Linked DNA regions of Mus musculus: region 2 is linked to region 1. A link is a contact called in public Hi-C data. All regions are on one chromosome and are shown on one strand. Each heading gives the region's core, a stretch centred on a gene start, on an enhancer-like site or on the middle of the called end of the contact. The rest is flanking DNA. Distances are from core to core; before and after follow the strand shown. Region 1 overlaps Clybl (citrate lyase beta like). Region 2 overlaps Pcca (propionyl-Coenzyme A carboxylase, alpha polypeptide).

The links. A called contact is a pair of places that touch in the nucleus more often than the background predicts.
Region 2: a Hi-C map of cerebellum shows a contact between it and region 1, with 3 times the contacts expected there. The contact joins two enhancer-like sites. A contact is called at or near these places in 5 of 39 promoter capture datasets (embryonic stem cells, hippocampal neurons, liver and 2 more), 2 of 15 datasets of contacts at CTCF or cohesin (large pre-B cells and pro-B cells), 10 of 484 Hi-C or Micro-C datasets (the AML12 cell line, the G1E-ER4 cell line, adipose-derived mesenchymal stem cells and 5 more) and 5 of 115 datasets of contacts at active chromatin or transcription factors (astrocytes, craniofacial prominence, embryonic basal ganglia and 2 more).

What each region holds. Positions count from the first base shown.
Region 1 is chr14:122,400,409-122,406,117 of GRCm38.p6, reverse strand. It overlaps Clybl (citrate lyase beta like), which reads right to left. Exons shown (of 8, transcript NM_029556.3): 8 at 3,884-4,171. The coding sequence ends at 4,076. All of the region lies in intron 1 of Gm5089 (predicted gene 5089), which reads left to right. Among named protein-coding and RNA genes, the nearest start is that of Gm25464, 15 kb to the right of the region's middle. Within about 2 kb of position 4,062, at least 10 of the 459 cell types and tissues checked have an H3K27ac peak or open chromatin away from gene starts, as enhancers often do. A contact at or near this core is called in cerebellum and forebrain, where this site is marked.
Region 2 is chr14:122,872,817-122,878,306 of GRCm38.p6, reverse strand. Pcca (propionyl-Coenzyme A carboxylase, alpha polypeptide) reads right to left here. Exons shown (of 24, transcript NM_144844.2): 22 at 1,403-1,543. Among named protein-coding and RNA genes, the nearest start is that of Gm46488, 35 kb to the left of the region's middle. Within about 2 kb of position 2,581, at least 23 of the 459 cell types and tissues checked have an H3K27ac peak or open chromatin away from gene starts, as enhancers often do. A contact at or near this core is called in cerebellum and forebrain, where this site is marked.

The DNA of each region.
Region 1 (5,709 bases), core at 2,813-5,312:
TTCAATGTTAGGGTCAGGTAATTACTTCCCCTAAATTACAAAGTGAGGGCTTTGCAGGGGGCCCTCCCGGGAGAGGGCACTGTTCCCAAGCCCTGGATTTACAGACCCTTCTTGTGCTCTCCACTGGTAATAATATTCACAAGTTCCCGTGGAAAAAAAAACGCAGAGGATTCAGATGGCAAAATAAATGCAAGCTCTAAAAGCATACTGTCCTGAGGAAGAAAGAGGAAGGGGTGTGTGTTGGGGGGGAGGGGACAAGGGGAGCTGTAAAGCCCGTATTCTCTCCTCTTCCTGTGCCAACTAAGAAAATTCCATAGTCTCTAAATAAAGTTTCCCCAACTCCCACAAAACTATTGAGTGCAAAGGTGTTCCTGGCGATAATGACTTCTATTTTAGAGAGCGGAACACCGCATGGTTGGTTCTATTTATCCAGCAAAATATGCCAGGCAATCAAAGACTTTCAAATTCAAACTACAGGCGGTGAAGTCTTCATCCCCGGGACACTATTTCCCGACCTGTCTCTAGAGCAGTGGGGGCCAGTGTGGCCCTGTGGAAAACTGGAGACAAGGCTGAAGAAAGTCCCTAACTTGCCGTCCCAGGGGTGCCCCCCAACCAGCCAGAATTCTCCTTACCCTTTCAATAAAACATGACTGTGCCGATACAATCCTCTATACATTAAAATGAGTTTGTCACAGATTGTCATTAAGACCTCAGTAAAACAATGAAGACATTATTGGGCACCCCCCCCCCCTCGGGCAAGGTATTAAAGGCATAAAGCAATCGACACCACACGGGTCCTATTGAGATTAATGAAAAAATTATGCAAAAAGAATCGCAATTTCATTTTCCCGTGACGAGGCTTTGCGTCCGTCCAGTCATTCTCGCATCGCACCTGATGATTTATTAAACTAATCTGTGGAGATCAACCGCTGATGTTCTCAGCTCAATCTTGTCCTGGCTCATTTTCTAAGTAATTGTTTCTCATTAGTTCTGATAATGTTTTAATAGTGTTATCCATAATTTAGCCCCCTAGAATTAATAACAAGGGGGTGATACAGGCAAAGTGGCTGCCATTGAGCTACATAAAAATATAAACAGGTATGTTTTTTTAATTAATCTGATGAGCAGCCAAGTCCCCTTCCCACCTCATCACCCACGTCTGTGTCCCTACGGCAGACTCAGCCTTGGTGGCTCACTCAGCCTTGGTGGCATTTCTCTTTGTCTGCTCCTTACTAGGGGATGTGGGTTGGAGAAGTGGGATGCCTGCTTCCTTGCTACTCCACGTTTTAGATTTCTGTCTCCTGGGGAATGAGGGCTATGGGACCTCTCTTCTGGGGGCCCTTGTATCTTCTCAGATGACTGGCAATTGGCCTACATCTTTGCCTCCTGTGGGCCCCGGTCTTGTGATCCTACCTAAAGTGGTATTTCTTAATTATGAAGATGATTGATCCGAGGTCTGAGAAGGCTTAGCCAATGAGAGAGATCGTTTTGAGCTGGATACGGTGAAGGACATCAGGACTTTGGAGGAGGAAGACGCAGGAGGACTCTCATGAGTTTGATGCTAGCCTGGGATACATATCAAGATTCTGATTCAAAGGCAAAACCAGAACCAAACAGGGTGTTTTTGTATGGATAAGGAAGTTAGGGGACAAGGATTCCGAGATACTCTAACATGGTGAGGACATAGGAGTCCCTACCACTGTTGTGGAGTGGGAGAGGCCTAACTAGGCCCTGTTCTCAGTACCACTTTGAAGGGTTGCTTTTCGTTTGTTTGTTTGTTTGTTTGTTTGTTTGTTTTAGAGACAGGGTTTCTCTGTGTAGCCATGGCTGTCCTGGAACTCACTTTGTAGACCAGGCTGACCTTGAACTCAGAAATCCGCCTGCCTCTGCCTTGAAGGGTTGCTTTTTCTTAAGGTCTCCATGACTTCCACCATACAGGTGGGGCTTCCTCAGAGGGAGGCCCCTGTATGCTTTGGGTCGACCTGAACGACTGGGATGGAGGCCAGAACATGTGCCCCTCATCTTTTTTTAGCGCCAACAGCTTATCTGAAATCAGTACTGCTCTAACACTCTGAGCGTGTGTACATGTGTGTGAGTGTGCACATGCATTCATGCCCTCCATTCCCTGCTGGCTTATGAGCAGTCTTTGTTTCCACCAGCATGGACCCCTGTGGGTCGGCTTACTTTGTGCACACCTGACTTCATGACTCCCAGATGCAGCCTGGGGCCTGGGCATTTCTTACCCAGAGTGCCCCTGTCCTCTGTCCTGAAGCACCAATGGCCAGAGGCTAGCTGGATCTTCCCACTCCCATATGCCTTTCCAGAAACTCTGGGGTAGCACAGAGCAGCCCAGGTGAGGAATGGCTATCTCTCAATGAGGGAAAGGAGAGAGACACACAAGGTCCAAAGCAGGTGGCCCCAGCCCAACGCCTCAGCTCTGTTTAAGAGTTAGCCCTTCAGGTCCCTTGCTTGTGAATACCCGTGTCTCAAGAATGTTTCTCCAGATCCATCAGCTCTGGGGTTGGCTTCAGCCACTTGCTAGCCAGGGTGGTTTTCTCCTTCCTACCTTGCACTGGGGTGCATGGTGGCCATGGTAACAGTAGTTTCTGACCTGGCATTGGTGCGATGATGTGGTATCCACCTCCTAGGGTTTTCTGTAGGAACTAGAAGGATAGAATCAGGGGTGAGAAGTAGACTCGGGGATGGGGCACACACCAGGGGCCATGAAGGGAATCCACCAAAAGGGCCCAGGAGGAGGAGGAAAATGAAACTGGAAAACAACTGTTTTCTATTTACAAATTTAAATAAACAGCACAGCCTTCCCCGTGGTGTTTGTCTAAGAGGAGCAGCTATGCTGCTGAGTAGGTCGTGAAAAGGTTGGTGCGGAGTTTTAAACGTCCCATTCTGCTAATTTCTTAAAAGAACAGTGGTTCAGAGTCTCTGCACAAAAGCTCATGATTTAATGAGGGAAGAGAAACAAAATCTCCGCTTGCTGGTGTTTCAGACTTCATTGGCGTCCTCTGGCACGCACAAGTTGCTCCTCAGAGGCTTCAATACCCTTTCGCCTTCAGGATAAGACTACAAGCTGAATAGAGAACAATGCCCGGTTGTTATGTTTGTTTACCCTTCCTACAAGCTGGGTTAACCTCTTCAGAACAGCTTTACTAAGCCCGTTAACCACACCACCCATATGACCCACAGCCTCATTTCTAATGGGATGCAAATCTTGCAGGGGGCCATATGCACCAGCCCCGTGGCTTTGTGTCCTCTAGACATACAAGTTTATGGCTGAGAGTCCCATCCTAGCCCTACATTTACAGGGGGGTGGGGGTGGGGGGAATGGCCTCAATGGCGAACAGTTAAGCAGGGAGACAAAGGGTAGAATGGACGGTCTTGTTTTGCCTGCATTGATTTTTTTTTTAATTGCCAGTAACTGTTGACCCCAAGTATTCACCCAAGATGAGAGCTTTCGGGATCATCAAATGGATGGAGCCTGTGGGGGACAGTGGCTTCTCCAGAAATCAGTTTTGAAAGTTGTTTTTAGAGGCGTCCATAAGTCAATACAATACCTAACGACACTTTTATAATATCCTCTTTGTTGCCTTATCCGATAATTCATAAAACTGCTGAAACCTCGATTTTGATATTATCCTTTTAAAAAGCCTAGCCTTAAATTTATCTGTGGTGTCCTCTGTGCAAATGAACAATATTGGAAATATTTCCTAATAAAAGAAGAATGAGGAACATTCTAGAACACATATCAGAATATGTTTCGTCAAGGACTTAACTTCTTCCCACCTATATTTCCTCCCATGTCTATCTCCCTGTGAAATAATAAACCGGTATTTATAACACATTAATAGACAATAGCAAAACCATAAGCTTAGACTCCAGAGGAAGAAAGTTTATTTTTAGCATAGCGGGTCAGTAAGATACAAGGGGAGGGGGCGTTGTGACTAACGTGAAATGAGGTCCTGATCCAGCATGCTAGCAAGCTGCCCTGGGTACTGCGGTTTGTCTTTAAGAAGCCCACAGTATCCATTCAGCCCGCCTGAGGAGGGCTTCATTTAACAGATCATTTTTCCTTGATGGATGTGGCAAGCGTAACAATGTTCTGGGCCTGCTTCAGTAATGGCATGTCGATCATACTTCCTCGGAAAGTAAAGGCTCCCTGGAAAACAGAATACAAACTTCCTGAAAGAACGCTCGCAAATTATAGGCTTCTTTTCTTGCGCACACCCTTGTACCACAAGAACATTTTAGATCCCACCTGAGTTATGCTGACTTTCCTGCCCAACTTTTGAGAAAAATCAGAGCAAATTGCAGGGGAGAGATTTCTTTTTATCCTCCTACAGAGGCGGGGAGGGGGGGAAAATCCTTCAGCTTTTTAAGAGAGAGAAAAAAACCATAGCAGACACAAAACATGGTAAACTGTTCATTTCACCCTTGAAAAATTAAACGGAAAACAACTGCGGAAGAAAAATTTAAATACTTATTTCATTTGAAATCTTGTGTGGGATTCTGAAGCAGTATTGTATGCTCTGGCCGGTGATTACCGTTTTTTAAAAAGTGCAGGTTAGTTGCAAATGCTTCCTTCTTGCCAGACATAGTGAAGGTGTTACTCCAGGGTAATGAAAATATCTGAGCAAAGAGACCATCATCCTGTTGGGACATCCGAGCCAAGGACAAAGAAGTCATTCTTTGTTGACCAAACTGGAAGGCATCTCTGCTGCCCCACCCGTAACCCCCCTCTACCCCATCTTACAGATTCTCTCTTTCTTCAACCTTCTTCAAACACTCATTTAGACTGGCATATGATGTAGGTCCTGTTCTGGGTTAGGACAGGGGCCCACCATAGTGCTCTTCCAAAGTAGCATGACTGGGAAGGGTTAGAGTTATGGGTTACACCGAGTCTCCCAGCTTCAAGCCTTCCCTTGAATCAAAGAGGGGAAATTCAACTGACAGAAGGTAGCAGTCCCCGATCCCAAAGTATCTGTGTTCTTGTTTGATTTTTGTTTTTGTTCCTCTATAACGTAGGTTGCCCTTCAAGGCAACCCTCCTGCTTCAGTCTTCCAAGTGGTAGAATTACAGGTGTGAGCCTTCATATCTAGTTCCATGTACTTTCACTCTTTATTGTTGTTTTTGAGACAGAGTCTCATAATGTCTCCGCAGCCTGGAAAGCTACATAGACCAGGCTGGCTTTGAGCTCATTGAACTCGGTCTGCCTCTGCCTCCTGAGTACTGGGATTAAAGGTGTGTGCCACCATCCCCTAGTTTTCCAATGTTTTTTTTTTTTTTAATTATTTTATTTTTTAAAGTGCTGGAGATGAAACTTGGACTTTCTAGGCCATGGCTCTAACCCCTGAACCATACCTCCACCACGGCTAATCACTTCTCTCTCCTTCATTTTACCTGTTGTCAAGGGTGTGGCCCTGAGAGAAAGAACAGGTGCTCCTTGGAGATCTGGAGGTGGGTGAGCCACCCTAGCCCTTGATAGTTCAGTTATATGCAGCAGAGCCCGTTTCCTGTTGCATAGGTTAAAGCCCACAGTCACTATTGTACTTGCTGGTTTTGCACAGCGCTGCTGAGATGGGCATGCTGGGAGCTACCACGAGGGTTATGGGGTAGGAAAAGAGAGTGAACTCATAGGAAGGAATCAACAAAACTCCATGGCAGAGAATCCTTGGCAATATGTTCAGATTTTATTCC
Region 2 (5,490 bases), core at 1,332-3,831, 470 kb before region 1:
ACAAAACAAACAAACAAGAAGAAAGAAAGAAAACCCCAGAGGGTAGAGGTAACCACAACCACAACAACAAAAAGCGAAAAAGGAAAAAGAAAAAGAAAAAAAAAAAAAACTTCACTGCTCACTAGCCTGCACATTTAGATACAAGATTTCACTGACTGCTCTGATAATATCTGATAATACAATGTGCATTTGTGCCTGTTAATGCCAAAACCAGTGAAGAGCCCATTTCCACCCCCCAATCCTGTATGAAAACCCTGGGAGCTCTGCAGCACTGCACAAGTCAGCCTCTAACTTTCACACCTCACCTCTCCCACCATCGCCTACCGCTGACCTCAGGTACTGCTGTCTGCAGGAACATCCGTGAAAGCAGCTAGGCAGAACTACCTGGCCCTTTGTGTTTTCTACAAAAGTAGATAGCTCTCCTGTATCACCAGGGGAAGATATTTTTAAGTCAGTTTCCCAGTTGAATGTTAATTGGGAACTAATGAACAATCCAACTTGATCATTCTTATTCTGTATTTTTCTAGAAGCCAATGTCCCCTCCATGGATTTTTCTAAGTGTTAACATGATGCTCTATCTGTATTAATAAAAAAAAAAATCAGGTGCTATCTCAACATAATGATTATAGAAAATTAGGCAAAGTCCAGTGGCTTCAGTCAGATTCACAGTAGAATTAGCACATAGCCCATGAAAGTGGTTCCACAAGTACTTAAGGGCCTCTGGGAATCTCCCAGTTGCATTTTCAACCATTTTTTACTTTTGCTTCTAAGCAGCTGATTGAAGAAAAAGAAAGAGAAAGAGAAAAAGAAAAAGAAAGATGTATGTATCCTACACATTTGTCCACAGCAAGTTATGGGACTGAGCAGATAAGGGATATAATATAGCTCTGCTATTAAAAAGTCAAGAATAAAGCTTCCAGTTATGAATTTCACTTTCCACCTTACAACAGTGGGCTGATTTTGAACAGATTATAGGATTAAGGCTTCCTTAATTTTCCTCCCCAGTTAGACATTTAGTTCAGAAATCCTGCAACTAGAAACCCCTGTCAGGGTTAATATGTTCTGGCATGAATTCCTCAAGCATGCTTCATATCTAGAGGGCCAGGGAATAAGGAACAATGCAAAGTAAATGTAAATTTTACAAATTTGAGAAAGAAGAGAATGTCTGTCCTCATTTCTATTCCACGCCCCTACACCCCCACCCCTACACACACACAAGTTGGGAGGAGGCACTGTCACCCACACAACTCAGATGTGAAGTAGGTATACAGAGTGAATGCACACCTGTACCATGAGCGTCCTGTGGGTTAGAAGAGGCCACTGGGAGCGTGCTCCTGTCGGTGCCATTGTTCTGTAGGGGAAGTCTGAGCCCAGCATATCCCTCACACAGAAGTACTCTTACCATGTCTCCAGGCTTGACAGAAACGGCCACCACCACTCCAGGCATCGGGGAGCACAGAGTGCTGCTGGTGTCCTTGGGCACTTTTTCAAGCATGAATTTGTTCAGCTCTGCAGCAAGCTTGGTTAAAATGTGCACTTTGTACTTGAAAGAGAAAAAGCACAACAGAGGTCAAATGACGAATATCATCTAAAACAGCACTTATTCAAAATCTGCTTTTAGCTTTAAACTAAAATTACAATAATATCCTTTAAAGTCAAACATTCTAAAACCCTCCACATAACATTATTCATAACGGAGACAGGTTTTTTAAAGGAATTACTCATGATTAATTAGTGATATATAAAAAAGTATCACAGATCTTTAAGAAAACCATCTCAGAACTTTGTAAAGGAAAACAGTAAGGATTTTGCTTGAGGAACACTGCCGAGTGAGTGAGAGATCGAGCAGTGCAAAGCAGAGGAACCAGATCCTTTGAGTCCCTCAGCCTCAGGGAAAAGGCAGTGACACCGAGTGCATACCAGTAGATGGCAGCAGATTGCTGTCGCACGCCTCCCACACCTCTGAAGCAGCTACACCATGTAGATTATTAAATAGAGACAAAGGCTTCAGTGTTCATTTTGAGAAAAGAAGAGAAAAGTCCTTAACGTTCAAATATTTCTCAGTGACATAAAATGTTATATTCACATCAAAATGTTTTTCCTTTTAGGCACATTACCATGTAGCCTTTTCTCATATGACAAGCCAGCTAGTAGAAAGACAAGATGTAATGAGAATATCTTTTGGGCCGAGATATGATAGCACCAAGATTTGTAAAACACGGAAAATGCCAGGCACATCAGTTTTCATGGCATAGCAAAGGTGGATGGCCAACAAGTCAATCTTAACATTTCTAATACAGACAATACCTACTGGACAGGAAACATCCCAGATAAATATATGAACCACGATTCGCTCTACCCAAACAGAAAATAAAACGCTTTGAGGTAGGGAATTGGTTTCTGGTTCCCACCAGATCCGGTCTCTCTGGGGAGGACAGAAGCAGCACCCACTGGGCAGCTCCATTTTGTTGGAGGAAAGCTGCTGTAACTCAAAGCCTCCTGTGGGCATCATGCTGGCAGGGAGGCCGAGGCAGAATCTGATTCCCACTTTGATTCTGCCTGGGGACAGTGGCACTCTCCAAGTGGCTCTTTACAGGGCCTATTTAAAGCAGGTGGGGGAGGCCCCACAGAAGAGCTTTGATAGCCTAGGTTCCAAGCAGATTTTCGACACTGTGACAGGTTGAATAATAACATCTTCTGGGTGTTTCTTTACTCCTGAGTGTGTGTTTTGCAATCAAGACATAGAAATGTCTGCCAGTTCCTGAAGGATATGATCCTTAAGTGAAATTACAGCACAAATAAAAGCTTTTTGCTCCTATTAAAATTCATCTGAGTCATAAATGACAAGGGAAAAGCAGGCTGCTGTCAGTCTGACGACACCCTGGGCAGAGGGACTACGCATCACCCATGAATTGTACTTCCAAGGCCCTCATTAAATCCTTGGGAACCAAGGGGGGACATAATTGGGCCAAATTGCACAGTTTTAGTATCTGTGCTCTATCTCCCTTGGAACAGAAAGTCCGGCAGCACTAGAGGCTCGTGTGTACCGGGCAGTAAGTCCAGCAGCACTAGAGGTACGTGTGCATCAGGCGGGTTTCATTTCTAGCAGCATCACTAGGGTGTCACTACTACGTGACCAGCTGGCATTCTGCCCCAGGGATTAGTTTTCACTGTAGCATTCAGATCTATTTTCCCCCTGGTTTTCTTTAACTTCAAAATATGAATTTAGGAAAAGTATATACTGAGAATACAATTTAACAGCTTTTCACCACAGCAAATAGGCTTAAGAACCAATACTTCAGCTATCTCACAACTAAGCCTCAATGTGAACAAAGCTAAGGCTGTCTTCAGACCATTTCTCCTGAGAGGCCCAGATCCTGACAAAAAACTGGGTCCCTTACTATTTTTATAACTTTCATATCTTCTAAATTCCTTTCTCTGTAGGGCCCCTGCTTTGCTTGGAAAGAGATGTAAAAGAGTCCAAAACTCAGTGCTTCAGACACAGCCTTTGTTATTGATGAGATGTTCCTTTCCCTTTTGTATTTGTTTATTGTTCTTAAATCTGTTTAGGAATAAATGACTTATTGTAATCACAAGTGAAAAATAACAAGGAGTGGATGCCTCAGGAGAGGTCTTGTTGAACATGGCTGACTCAGAAGTGACCTTTCTGATTAGGAAAAGAAGAGAGAGAAGCTACACTTCTTAAGGATACCTTTGATGTTGTCCTGATTATCACAGGCCATCTTAAAACAGCCTCTTGTCGGCCCTGCAGTTTGTATGTAGAGTCAAAAGTCTGAACCGGCCTCGTTGGTGCCGCACATGGGCCCATCCAAGAAGACATCCTAGTTACAACCATAGATGTTTCCTAGTGCCTGCTCTCCAAAAAGGGGGCCACTGCAGTCTGCACTAGGACTTACAGAGCTTAGCATCTGAACTGGGACTCATTGTTTTCTCTAGATTCTTGGGGAGAGGTGCAGTTAGCTAGCTGAGGATTCAGGAAAGGGTCTTTCTAGCAATAGCAGAGCTCAAGTCTACTTCTATGATGGGCACTTAAGTGTTTTCAGATACTGTAACTACGTAAGTTCAGGGGTGTGTCTGTGTTCATGCAAAGCACAGTGTTGATGTTTAAAAGGCTGGCTGCTAACAGAGAGAAGTATAATCATGAAGGAGGACAGTTTTTCATTCCGTGTGGGTCCAGAAGAACCAGGGTATGGTGGTGAAAAGGTCCATAAAGGTCAGCTCTGGACTCAGTAGTAAAACCACTTCCCTCTACTGGTTTTAGGAAGCTGTCTCCAAACCACTGTCATGGGAATGGAAAGTTTAAAAAAAAAAAAAAAAAAAAAAACACCTCACCAGGTAAATTAGAAAACAGGCTCTCTCTGGGAGCAGTTTAGATGGCTTCTTAACCCAAATGTGATAATCATAGAAGGTATTTGACCCAATTATGTAAAATCGCCCCCCAAGCCAAGACTCCAAACAAATCCATTTTATGCTGTCTATAATGTAAAAACATATCTAGTGAGAAAATGTCATCCAAACATTTAAAGAAAAGAAAGAAGAATCAACAGCAAACATGGGAGATACAATGAGAACACTGCACACAGCGGGCAGTTAGGAGGAGGGCCGTGGGACCAGCATAGGACCCACTGTGGCTTTGGGAGAGAGTGCAGGGTAGAACAGGAGAGGTTTCCAGAGTGATATGCTCTGCTGACTGCTACATCCTGCAAGCGGGCTGCCCACCTGTGGGAGAACATGCCTCAATCTATTGATTATATGCACGATTCTCAGTCAGCAGCTTTGGACAGAGAAGCACTCCATCCATGTATGATCAGCTCCAACCTGATGGGCTCTGTTATTTGTCTAGTACTCGAGGCAGGCCCCCTGATGGAGATTGAAGTCTGTGAATGCCTTTCCAAAGCCTCTACATATACAGGTGATTTTTCAAGCCATATACACAGAGTTTCCATGATTCAAGGGTGTGGCCTTTGAATATGAAGTCCAGTCTGCTTTACACAGCCTTCAGCTGCAGTTTCAGAGCCTGTGAGATTTCTCTTGGAGAAGGGCTGAGCTCCAATTTCCCTTCTAACTCATTCGTCCAGGTCCAATTATGAGCTCCATAATTGATTTGATTTTTTTATGTCAGCTGTTGCCCATTAGAGCAACATTAGTCAACATTAGAGTCATAGGTCAACAATCCAGCTTTTCTCTGAGTTATCTGGAAAACTCAAAGTTATCAAGCATTGGCCAAAAACTATATCCACCCCCTTCCTATTCCCAAATGTACTGGCAGATACATTTTTCAAAGGCTGTCTTCCTATTCAAAGTTCCTCACCTCCTCCCACCTCACTCACCCTCACCCCTTCAGTCTCTACTTGTAAGCCTCATCTTCATTCACCTGACGTGAGATCCCCTAAAGCCCTAAGTCAGTCAGGGGAAAATCAGCACGAAGGTTTTGGAAATGATAAAAATGAGGCGTGTCTTCAAAATGCC